Linked DNA regions of Macaca mulatta: region 1 is linked to region 2. A link is a contact called in public Hi-C data. All regions are on one chromosome and are shown on one strand. Each heading gives the region's core, a stretch centred on a gene start, on an enhancer-like site or on the middle of the called end of the contact. The rest is flanking DNA. Distances are from core to core; before and after follow the strand shown.

What was found. Hi-C and Micro-C count contacts between places; a contact is called where the count stands out from the background.
Region 1: a contact with region 2 is called in a Hi-C map of liver, with 3 times the contacts expected there. The contact joins the promoter of MTMR10 here to the promoter of LOC144329830 in region 2. A contact is called at or near these places in 2 of 14 Hi-C or Micro-C datasets (fibroblasts and liver).

The regions. Positions count from the first base shown.
Region 1 is chr7:8,166,409-8,169,108 of T2T-MMU8v2.0, forward strand. It overlaps MTMR10 (myotubularin related protein 10), which reads left to right and starts at 1,410. Exons shown (of 16, transcript XM_001109855.5): 1 at 1,410-1,865; 2 at 2,470-2,530. The coding sequence starts at 1,806. It overlaps LOC106999104 (a long non-coding RNA gene), which reads right to left and starts at 1,583. Exons shown (of 2, transcript XR_013395479.1): 1 at 1,335-1,583.
Region 2 is chr7:8,081,260-8,084,001 of T2T-MMU8v2.0, forward strand. LOC144329830 (transient receptor potential cation channel subfamily M member 1-like) reads left to right here and starts at 1,479. Exons shown (of 8, transcript XM_077939029.1): 1 at 1,479-1,616.

The DNA.
Region 1 (2,700 bases), core at 160-2,659, 85 kb after region 2:
AGTGGGGCTCTAATCTGATAGGATTAGCGTCCTTACAAGAAGAGACACCAAGAGATCCCAGAGAGCTTGTTACATACCCTCCGCGCACAGTGTGAGCACACGGTGAGATGGCAGCCATCTGCAAATCCGACAGAGAGCCCTCGCCTGTCTGCCTGCCACAAGTCAGGCAGATCCCTACCTTGCCAACACCTTGATCTTGGACTTCCATACTCCAGAATTGTGAGAAATTAATGTCTGCTCTTTAAGCCATCAACCTGTGGTATTTTGTTACGGCAGCCTGAGCAGACAAATACAACTAGATATCTGGGAAATGTTAAGACAATAATAAATCTGGAAATAGACTTTTTCCACTTTTCTGTTGTATGGTCGCATATTAGAGTTGCAGATCCTAAGAAAACCTGTACAGAAAAACCCAAATCACAGAGTCATTTAAGTGTAAAGAAAAAGCCAATGATTGCTTGAAGAGTATTTGTAGAAAATATCCATTGAATATAGAGGAATAACAGCATATCCATAAAAATTTTTTTAAAAGTGTGCACGACAGTGATTTTAACACTTCGAATCCAATGGAACTAACATTTTAAAATACAGTTATGGCCAGGCACGGTGCCTCATGCCCATAGTCCTAGCTACTTGAGAGGCTGAGGCAGGAGGATCACTTGAGCCCAGGAGGTCAAGGCAGCAGTGAGCCCTGATCATGCCAGTGCACTTCAGCCCAGGCGATGGTGTGAGACCCTGACTCTTTAAAAAATAGTTATGGTTATGGTTCCTGGGCAGAGTGGAATTCAAACATGTTAACCTGAAAGATCAGTAGGATTCTATATCCAGGATAAATCATTTTCAGAAAAAGAATAACTTTCTGAATCTTTATGTAAATTGTTAAATGTTCCTGTGAGTAACACTCATCAGTATGACTGTGACTGATAGGGCTACATGGGAGCTTCCCTGTGACATGAATCAGAAAGTGCTGGATTGGGGTTTGATTCTTCAAGGTATAAGAAGGACCTAGTCTCAAGTCATAGAATCACCAAAATGTAACACCACTAGCCCCCTCCCACCAAAGTCTGCTCCAGTCTGAATTACGGTAAGAGCTCAGAAGTGACCTGTGCTTGGCGGCACCGGCCCACTTTCCCAGTGCCGGTTCCTCGCATACTGGGCGCAGACGGGGTGACCGCCTAACCCCTGGACCCAAGTCCCCTTCCCCTGCCCTGGGCTCCTCCCTGAGCTCGCCCGGGCCGGAGGGCGAAGTCGGCCCATGTGTAAGTCATGGGAACTGTCCCAGGACTGCAGTACGGCCAGAAGATGCCCCGCGCCGCCGTCCCAGGCCGCCTGACCGCTGCCGCCGTGGCCCCCGCAGGCCGCCGTAGGCCCCCACGGGCCGTCTGACCCCTGCGGGCTGCCGTAGGAGCACCCTCCTGAGGCCGCGCTCTCGAGATGGCTGCCGGGCTCCGCTCCCCGCGGCGCCCGGGCTGAGGGCCCGCCAGCGGGCACCCGGCGCCACCCCTGCGTTCCGGCACTAGCACGGGCTACGGCCCGGGAGCGGCGGGCCGCGGCCCTGCGCGCGCCGTCTCTCGGGGCGGGGCACCGGGCCCCTTCCGGGGATGAGCCCCGGCGCCCGCGTCGGTCTGGCTGTGCCCGGCCCCTCCCCGCTCGGGCGGGCGCTGCGCCGTGTCCCCGCCCGTCAGTCAGCCCGGCTCGGCTGGCCGCAGAAGGGGCCTGGGCGGCCTCACTGAGAGCTTTACGCCTGGAGGCGTCGGCGCTGCAGCTGACCCGCGACGGGAACAGAGCGAAGAGGCGGCGGCACCATGTTCTCCCTCAAGCCGCCCAGACCCACCTTCAGGTCCTACCTCCTGCCGCCGCCCCAGGTAAACAACCCCTCCCCGCGAGCGCCTCTCTCCTCGGCGCTTCCGTGGAGCCTCCAGGCCGACCCCCGGGAACTGGAGGACCCCGGGAGGCTGCGCGCGTCTCCCTGCCCTCAGCCGCGCGGCTGCCTGGTTCCCGGCGCCGCGAAATGCGCCTTCTCGGGAGCCCCACTGTCTCGGCGAAAACTTGTAAAACTCTTCTGCAGCCATTCTCTGCCCGAAGTCCGTCCTCCGTAGTTTTACCGAGTGCTGAGACCCAGGGGAGCCTTGGGAGCTGGGGTTTTCTTTAGTTTCCAACCCGTCGACCGTCCCTCCTATGACCGCCAGCGTGATTGCAGCGCTTGGGGTCGCTGGTCGAGGTGGTTACCCGTCTGTCATAAATGTGAACACCTGGAAGCGACACTGGCCGTTTAAGTAATTTTTATTATCAGGCTTCCAAGTCGATAATGAGCAGATCTTTAAAAGAGCTCAGTTAATATGTGAAAGAATTTAAATGGGGGCTATGTGTCTTTCGCCTGTGTCATCACTTAGAAAACAACATTTGCTGTAGCGTTTTACGGAGGGTGGGGGTATTGAGATTTTGATTTATTTTGCTCATGTATTTCAGACTGACGATAAGATCAGTTCGGAACCGAAGATTAAAAAACTGGAGCCAGTCCTTTTGCCAGGTAAACGTTAGTTAGAATTTTAGCAGATACTTTAGCAATGTATTTTGGTCTAAGATTGTTCTGCCGACTAGTATCATGTGGTTAACTTCCCTTCTCTCATTAAACTTTCTCCAGTTAAAAATCTAGTGACTGAGAGGAGAAAATGGAACTGTCAAGAATGTCATTACCTC
Region 2 (2,742 bases), core at 229-2,728:
GGTAACCTGGCTTACTTCGTGTTTGCCCTGCTGGCAAGTGCAGGCTGCAGGGCTCTGCTGCTGTAGGTGGCATTACCAAGGGCTGAGCAGGTGGCGCTGCTCCACCGGGAGATTGAGTAAACCACTGAGTCATTAGGAGATGTTGAGCTCTCGCCAGGCACTCCTGGAGGCACAGGGGATCCAGCAGAGAACTGAAGGGGGCTGCTGCCTCTGTGGCTTTGGTGCGAGGTTGGGGAGGAGGGGAGAGGGAGAAGGTGGGGGAGAAGGTTTATGGAAAACAGGGCGCAGGGTTTGGGGTAGATGGGAAGTCAGGGAGCCCTGGTGAAGAGGCCACAGTGGAGCAGAGACTGGAACAAAGAGAGGGCTGGATTTGTTCATCTTGCTTCCCAAGAAAGAGGCTGCAGGCAAAGTGGCTCTTACTCCTCTTGTTTCTCCTCATAGGTTCTAGAAGATTTCTGAGGACTCAGCAGTAACTTGCAGGGCTGGACTGAGGCTATTTCCTTGTATCAACTTTTTAAAAACGAATGGTTAATACCTAAGTAAAGCACTTCCACCCTACCCACCCCCCGAGAAAGTACGTTAGTCACATGCTAGCGTTTTTATTAGGAAAAGACGAATTTCCAGTTGAAGCAGAGGGAAGTGAGTGGATTGAGCCTGGCACGGGCCTTGGCGCCAGCTGCACTTGCCCTGGTGCCAGCTGCACTTGCCCTGGTGCCGAGCCACAGCAAGGGCTGGCGCTCGGCACTATGAAAAGCCCTCCTTTTCGGAATCTGGGGACAAATTGCAAAGCCGATGCCCTTCACTGGCATGATAGGGAGGAGACCAGGGGCCCTGCCTTGCCTTGAAGGAGGCATCTAAACACCCCTAGTGATGGAACAGACTTAGCCACAAAAGCAAGTGAGGGGCACGTTGTTGCTCCGTCATCCGCCGGTGGCATTAAGTCCTGTGGGGCAGGTTGCGTTTCCTCCTTTCACGACGAGGGGCCTGAGCCTAAGAGCTCAGAGCCTGGGCTTTAGTTTCTGATTCCCCATGCTGTGCTGGCACAGGTTTCCTGGGCAGCGCCCCAGCACTGGTTTCTTACGCTAGGGCGGAGAGGGGCTGCCAGGGAAAGTGTGGGAAAGGACGAGGGGTGGGGCCATGAGAGGGAACAGGGCTGGGGGCGGGGCCTGGAAGGCTGGGCTGCGGGGGCGAGGCCGTGGGAGTGAGCAGGGAGGGAGCCAGGAGCGAGGCCTTGAGAGGGAATAGGGGGCGGGGAGAGGGGCGGGGCAGTGAGAGGGGCGGGGCAGTGAGAGGGAGCAGGGCTGGGGGCGGGCCCTGGAGGGCAGGGCTGAGAGGGCGGGGCCGTGAGAGGGAACAGGGGGCGGAGTGTGGGGCGGGGTCGAGGATGATGGGGGCGGACTTGAGGGCGGGGCCTGGGGGCTAGGGAAGGACTGTGCCAGATCTTGTGTCCAGCCTCTGAAATCTTTCCTCAGTTCTTCCTTGTCTTTCGTGGCCTTGGCGTTTTTGAGGAACGCAGGTGGGTTATTTCGTAGGATGGCCCTCAGCTCGGGCTGTCTGATGATCCTTCCTCCAGATCAGGTTCGGATGATGCACTTTGGGCACTTTTGTTCCTCTTGGTAAGTTTTATCCAGAGCCTCAGGATAAATATTTGTTCCATGACAGGCGATGTGCACTTTGTTTTAGGTGGTTCTCCCCAGAATTCTCCACTGTCTAGTTACTAATTTCTCCTTTGTAACTAATAAGTATCCACTGGAGATACTTTGAGATTATGTAGATACGTTGTTACTCTTCAAACTTTTTACCCACTACTTTTAGCATTCATCAAAGATTCTTGATGGTTGCCAAATGGTGATTTTCTGATTCCATCATTCCTTCCACATTTAATAGGGACTTTTCACTGGAAGAAAGAGCTTTCCCCCTCCCCTGTGCGTTTATTTACATATGTATTTATATCAGTGTGGACTCATGGGTCTTTATTTAAGTCTAAAGGTTATAATTCTTCATTGTAGTCGTTTATTTTCATGCTCAGGGAATCCCAGAGAAAGCCACTGGGAGCCCCTTCAAGCAGCTACTGTGTTCTTTTGGCATGTTCCCATGTCTAAAGTAAAGTTTCCCACTTGCTGGTACAGTAAGATGTTCCAGGCTCTTCTTATACTTCCCCGTCCCAGCCCTGGATTCCTTTTAGTGGAGAATGGTATTTAGAAACCAGTATTGGAGCACAGGTGTGCTCATTGCTATTGAGGTGTTATTGTGAAGCCCATTCAGGGAGCCGGGGAATGTATGAGTGTGTAAACACACAGACATGCATGCGTATGTGCATATGTGTGTAGACATATGGCCCCAAGGTCCCTGACTGCTGATATGCATGCTTTGTGTAACCCTGTCCCTTGAGTGTGGGATGGACTGAGTGACTCAATGCTAATGAATGGGCTATGGCAAAAGCCATGGGCTGTCACTTTGGATACCAGGTTATAAAGAGACCCGGCTTCTGTTTTGCACACCCTCTTTCACTTGCGCGCTCAGAGGGTGCTCAGCCACCCCTTCGTGAGCTGCCCTGGAAAGAGTTTCCCCTGGCAAGGAGTTAAGGGAGGCCTGGGGCCAACAACCACATGAGTGTGAGCCTGGAAATGGATCCTTCTGGGTTTCATTTCTTCTCTTAAGATCACAGCCCCACCCACAGCTCAGTCAAATCCTTGTGAGAGACCAGAGTCAGAAGCACCCAGTTAAGCCACATTCAAGTCC